Regions from separate parts of the Mus musculus genome. Here region 1 is linked to region 2. Evidence: chromatin contacts called from public Hi-C data. All regions are on one chromosome and are shown on one strand. The core of a region is the stretch at or near the end of the contact, and the rest is flanking DNA. Distances in the headings are between cores, read along the strand shown. Region 1 has its middle 88 kb from the start of Gm38407. Region 2 has its middle 150 kb from the start of Ttc32.

Region 1 (2,700 bases), core at 157-2,656, 1.4 Mb after region 2:
CTTGCAAATGGGCAAATTGATTATCCATTTGAAAAATAACACACACATATGAAAACAACAGCAGCAGCAGCAGCAACAACCATAAGCAGTTGCTAAATGTGTGGGGGAAACATCAAGATATTTAGTCATCAGGAAGATGCAAATTAATCCTACTCTAAGTCTCGTTCATTCTCTTCTTTATTTTTGAGAATTTAATAGATGTGTACAATAAAATATCATTTCTTCCATTATTCCCATTCATGGCTCCCCTACCCCCTTTGGATAGCCTACTACGTCCAGTTAGTCCTGCCTTTATGTGTATGGGTGGGGCCATTCTGTGGAGCATGGGAAAACTATTAGGGCCATAATATCAATACAGAATGATTATTTGCTAGGAACTATCACTACCAATAGCTCCTCATATGAAGTGGGACCTTGAGATCATCTACTCTATGTATGCCAAGATTTTGACTGCTGAGAGTTAATAAGTTCAATAGCCATATCACATCCGGAAAACATCATCATTTCTCCTGTCTTCCAGATCTGACATTCTTTCTTCCTCCTCTCCTTCTAATGTTCCCTGAACTTGCTGGAGATGAGGTTTTGTTTAGGGCTGAGCTCTTGGTCCCTTATTCTCAGTGCTGTGAATAGCAACTCATCTCTCCATGATTGCTTACAGTACAGGGAAAAAAAAAAAAAAAAAAACAAAACCTCTCTGACCAAGGTTGAGACCTCGGGTCTGTCTGCCAGGAGACAAGCAACCTTGAGAAGTCTGGGATGCTACCTTGGGATTCTATTTCACCCTTGTCTGATGGCTATCATCAAGAAAACAAAAATGGTAAGGAGCATTATTGACTAAATCATAAAGTAGTCAGTTCACAATGGGAATTAGTATGGCAAAAGCCTCAAAAAAAACTAAGAAGAGAACTAGACTATGACCTTGTTACATCACTCCAGAACGTACATATAAAGAAACAAAATCTGTATACATGCCCAAATATGCAAGCTTATTGTAGCACTAGTCACTATAGCCAATTTATGCAACAGCCTTGATATCTGATGATGAATGAATGACTGAAGTATGGCTTATGTACACAATGGGTGTTATTATTTAGCCATGAAAAAGAATGAAACTATTTAATTTGCAGAGAAAATAATTGAGTGAAAATTGAGATCATATTACATAAAATAGCTAAATTCATGTAAGAACATATCTTACATATTTTCTCTCATATGCAGAATTTAGACTTTTAAAGAAAAAAAATCAAACAAGACCCACCCCATGGGAGACAGCCAAGCCCGACACTTTCATGATATTCTGCTATGCTTGCAGACAAGAGGCTACCATAACTGTATTCTGAGACGCTCCATCCAGCGACTGATGGAAGCAGATGCAAAGACCCATAGCCAAAACATAGGTGGAGCTCAGGAAGTCCTGTGGAAGAGCTGTGGGAAGCACTGAGGGGGAGCTGGAAGGATCAAGGATACCACAGGATGACCTACAGAGGAAACTAATCTGTGCCTATGAGGCGCACAGAGACTAAACCACCAACCAAAGAGCATGCGTGGGCGGGATCTAGACATCCTGTCAGAAGTAGCAGATGCATAGCTTGCTCTTCATATGGGTCCCTTAACAATTGGAGCAGGAACTCTCTCTGACTCTGTTGCCTGCCTTTAGATTGCTTTCCCACAGCTGGGCTTCCTTGTCTGGCTTCAATGGGAGAGGGTGCACTCAGTCTTGCTGAGATGTAAGAGGGTAGGCTGGTAGCCGTGGAAGGCCTCCTCTTATCTGAGGAAAAGAGGATGGGGAATGGAGGAGGGTGTGTGAGAGTGGAACTGGGACGAGAGTAGCGAAATGTCTGTGATCAGGCTGTAAAGTGAATGAATGAATGAATAAATAAATTGGTGAAGAAAAATAGAAAAAAAATCAGACAAGAAAGTAAAGGATAGTAATTGGGAAGAGGAAAGGAACCAATGAGAGGAGCCAAGGAGGACAAAGGAAGTGGGTGTGGTTAAAAAGCACTATATATATATATATATATATATATATATGAAAGTATTAAGATGGAATGCACTATTTTACATAATCAACATGTGTTAATATTGCAAATATTATAATATTAGTATACATATAACTAAAAACCTTTTTTTTTCTGAAGGAAAGTAGACAGCCACCAAGGAGTTGAACCTGAGATGGCCTGGATGGAAAAGGTCCTTGCTGCCAAGGCCAAGGACCTGAGTTCAAACCACAGGTCCTTCTAACCTCTTCATATAGGTAGATACACAAACACATAAACAAAAATAAACAAATAAAATGTAAAAGTGGATCTAACATTTAATATTCAATGTAAAGATTGAATGCTAACTTTCCTTTTCTTGTACCTTGAGCCAGGTAGGTGCTGCCTCTAACTGATTCATGAAGAATATCCGAGAAAGTACAGTAATGGAGATAATTTGCTGTGGTTTATGTTTGACATGGTCTAGTGTGCTGTGTCAGGGCGGTGGTGTGAAGCAGGATGCGAGGCTAGTAGGAAGCTTCCGTCAATGGCATGCATCCCTGAAGTGGGTTAGAGGACGTTTGTCCCTTGGTTCTTTCTGCCTCTGGCTTCCCAGGTATGGGATGAGTGGTTTGTCTCAGTCACTCTCATGACACACTGCGTTTTCCAAAATATAAGGCTAACTGATCATCAATGGAACACTCTAAAACTGTGAGCCAATATA
Region 2 (2,700 bases), core at 198-2,697:
TTTGTGTTCATATTTAAGCCTGTGTCAGTGTCTCTGCCTACTCTGATATCTGTGTCTGCATTCATGTCAGCATCCATGTCCTGGCCCATGTGTGTCTCAGCACTCATATCTATGTCTCTGTTTAAGCCCGTACAAACCTCCAGGTTTAGGAGCAGTGAGCAGACTGATGGCCTTTCGGAACTTAATGGTGAAATGCCTGTATTTAAAAGCAGGGCTTTTCAGAGGTCAGTTCTAGTCAGATTTGCTAACACTTTTCTTGTCTAAGCTAGGGCCTCACTACTCAGTATGGGACAGGACATTAGAAATCACCCTGGCCACGTGTGGAAATGGCAGAGGTGGTGGGGACACATTGCCTGGTTCTGGGACTCTAGCTCTCTCTGCTTATGCCTCTCACTCTCTTAAAGCCAGGGAGCTATCTATACCTCTGCATCTCCGTGCCTCTGCAATGTTCCCAGTGCTTTACCGTTTGGTCCTTTGGAATTAGAAGTGAGCAGAATATCAGCCTTTGCTAACGTCACTGTATAGGTGTAGAATTATTGAGCCAACAGAACCTTTCTCTGTTCTTTGGATAATTTAGCACGGTTTGAAGACAGGGACTGTGCTTTATTGACTGACATCCCCTCATCATCAGCTGCCTACTTGAACCATACTTAATATTAAGCAACCACACCTGCTGCTAACGTTCTGTCCCCGTAGGAAGACAATGTAGGCTCCGAGGATTTGGATGCAGGTTCTTATGCCTACGATTGCTCTTACCCACTGGGACATCTCCTGGCCACCTTGATTTTCTTTTTCAGAATCCAACCACCTTCTCCCAAACCCTCAATCTGTGCTCTGGGGATTCTGCTGGAACTGTACAACCTTATGATAGATTCATTAGTCCCTTGTGGTCCAATTTAGTTCTGTCTCCACAGAATACTGGGGTTTCTGCATACAATATAGACCCTGCCAAAAGCTAGGGAAGGCAACTGTTATGTCCAAACCTGGCATGGGCACTGCAGTAGCAAGGTAGATGGGATCCGCTGTCTCTTTATTCTCATGAGTCTGGTTGGGGAGCTGTTGGTCCAAGAGAGATGGAGGGCAATGTTTCCTGTTTTGAGCCTTTGGGGCACAGCAGGGGTGAAGTCCTCTGGCTTGTCTCTTGGGTTTCCATTCGCATACCTCTTAATTCCTAATGTGTACATCCCAAGAGAGCCCTGAGCATGATTCTTTTGCTCCATCATTGGCAGCAGTTTGCTGCTGATTTGGCTGGAACTCTAGCTCTGAAGGTCTCTATAACCCAGTGTGCCCTGGAAGGGAAGACCCACACTAGTCTTCTGGGAGCCTGAGTGTCCCTTGGAATCAGAGCCCCTCTGTTTATTTTCTTAAGGCTTAAGTGATGAGTTTCTGCTGACTTATAGGGAAGGTATGTGTCCTGTGGAGGAGGCAATGAGTAGCTGTTTTTTTAATCCAAATTTGGAGACGTCTCCATGGCTCCTGGGCTCTCCGTGGGGCACAGGCAGAGCTCAGCTATCTGTTGCTTGAGGCAGCTTGGCACTGGGAAGGACTCAGAATAGCAGAGTAGCTCTTAGCATGCAGTCCAGTTACTCTGGACTTGGGGACTGAGACTGGAACTCTGCTCTCCACATCAGCCATGACCTGCTCCTGTAAAGTCAGACTGGATCATCCCTGTTCATGTGTCCCTGCTTCCCCATGCCTTTTAATAATTCAAATTTCAACCCTGGAATTCTAGCCCATGTTGATTCTTCTAGAAGGTTCTCATTGATTATCTTTGCCTAATTTAATAATCATATTGTGCCTTCACTGTGCACAGTTTTTCGTTCTTTCCCTATGTATGCCTCTAGTAATACCTTCCATTCGTTTCCAGAATTGTCCTTGTTTTCTGTGATTGGTTTGCATTGTCGCTACAGGGTGCTTGGGGCTTGTGGGTAGGGTACCACACTTATACTGTCTAGATTCCTTGGGCACTTAGCACCCAAAGGGAGCTTAGAGAATAAATGCAAAGGCCACTGTCCCTATAAGAGCTTCTTGTGCCTTTAAACAGAGTCACTCACAGCTTTGTTGCTCTGGCAATCTCTGTGTAGATGTCTCTCTCAACACATACAGTGGAACACTTGTTTGTTTATAGATTATTATTTATAGATTATTATTATTATACACTTGATTGTTTATAGATTTCTCTCCTTTTAGCAAGTGGCGAGGCAGCTGGGGATAGGTGCTATGTTCTACTCATCTCAGCATCCATATTCAAAGACCTGTTAGCTCGAACTGTGTTCCAAAGGTAAATGAACTACTTATGTGCTATTCAGTAAGAATCTCTTAGGCCAACACATCGTTCTGAGTCCAGCTGCCAATCTTGCCAGATGGAGGGCACTTCTATGGCAGGGTGGGATCAGACTATTTGCTCTGTTGCCCGTGTAGCTCAGCCTCTTGCCCTTCACGGGAAACATGGGGGAGTTGTTATGGGTGGAACAGAAACAAACACACCCACCAAGAGATGACTTGTGAGCTTTCCACGTGATCATGTCTGGGTCAAATAGACCTGGAACATAGGGGATAGATGTACAGGTAAGCAGTGGTATATGGCACACAGTAGATGCTTAATGGATTCCTCTATCTTGAAGAAATCAAACGCCAGCACAGGCCTTTTCCCTCGTGGGTTATGTCTGAGCCCTGAGCTGTGCTGTGACCCTATGTAGT

What was found. A called contact is a pair of places that touch in the nucleus more often than the background predicts.
Region 1: a contact with region 2 is called in a Hi-C map of the C2C12 cell line, with 4 times the contacts expected there. The contact joins two enhancer-like sites. A contact is called at or near these places in 2 of 15 datasets of contacts at CTCF or cohesin (the NIH/3T3 cell line and embryonic stem cells), 24 of 484 Hi-C or Micro-C datasets (the C2C12 cell line, adipose-derived mesenchymal stem cells, cerebellar granule neurons and 11 more) and 1 of 115 datasets of contacts at active chromatin or transcription factors (astrocytes).

What each region holds. Positions count from the first base shown.
Region 1 is chr12:10,532,780-10,535,479 of GRCm38.p6, forward strand. No RefSeq gene overlaps it. Among named protein-coding and RNA genes, the nearest start is that of Gm38407, 88 kb to the left of the region's middle. Within about 2 kb of position 1,407, at least 3 of the 459 cell types and tissues checked have an H3K27ac peak or open chromatin away from gene starts, as enhancers often do. A contact at or near this core is called in the C2C12 cell line, where this site is marked.
Region 2 is chr12:9,174,979-9,177,678 of GRCm38.p6, forward strand. No RefSeq gene overlaps it. Among named protein-coding and RNA genes, the nearest start is that of Ttc32, 150 kb to the left of the region's middle. Within about 2 kb of position 1,448, at least 30 of the 459 cell types and tissues checked have an H3K27ac peak or open chromatin away from gene starts, as enhancers often do. A contact at or near this core is called in the C2C12 cell line, where this site is marked.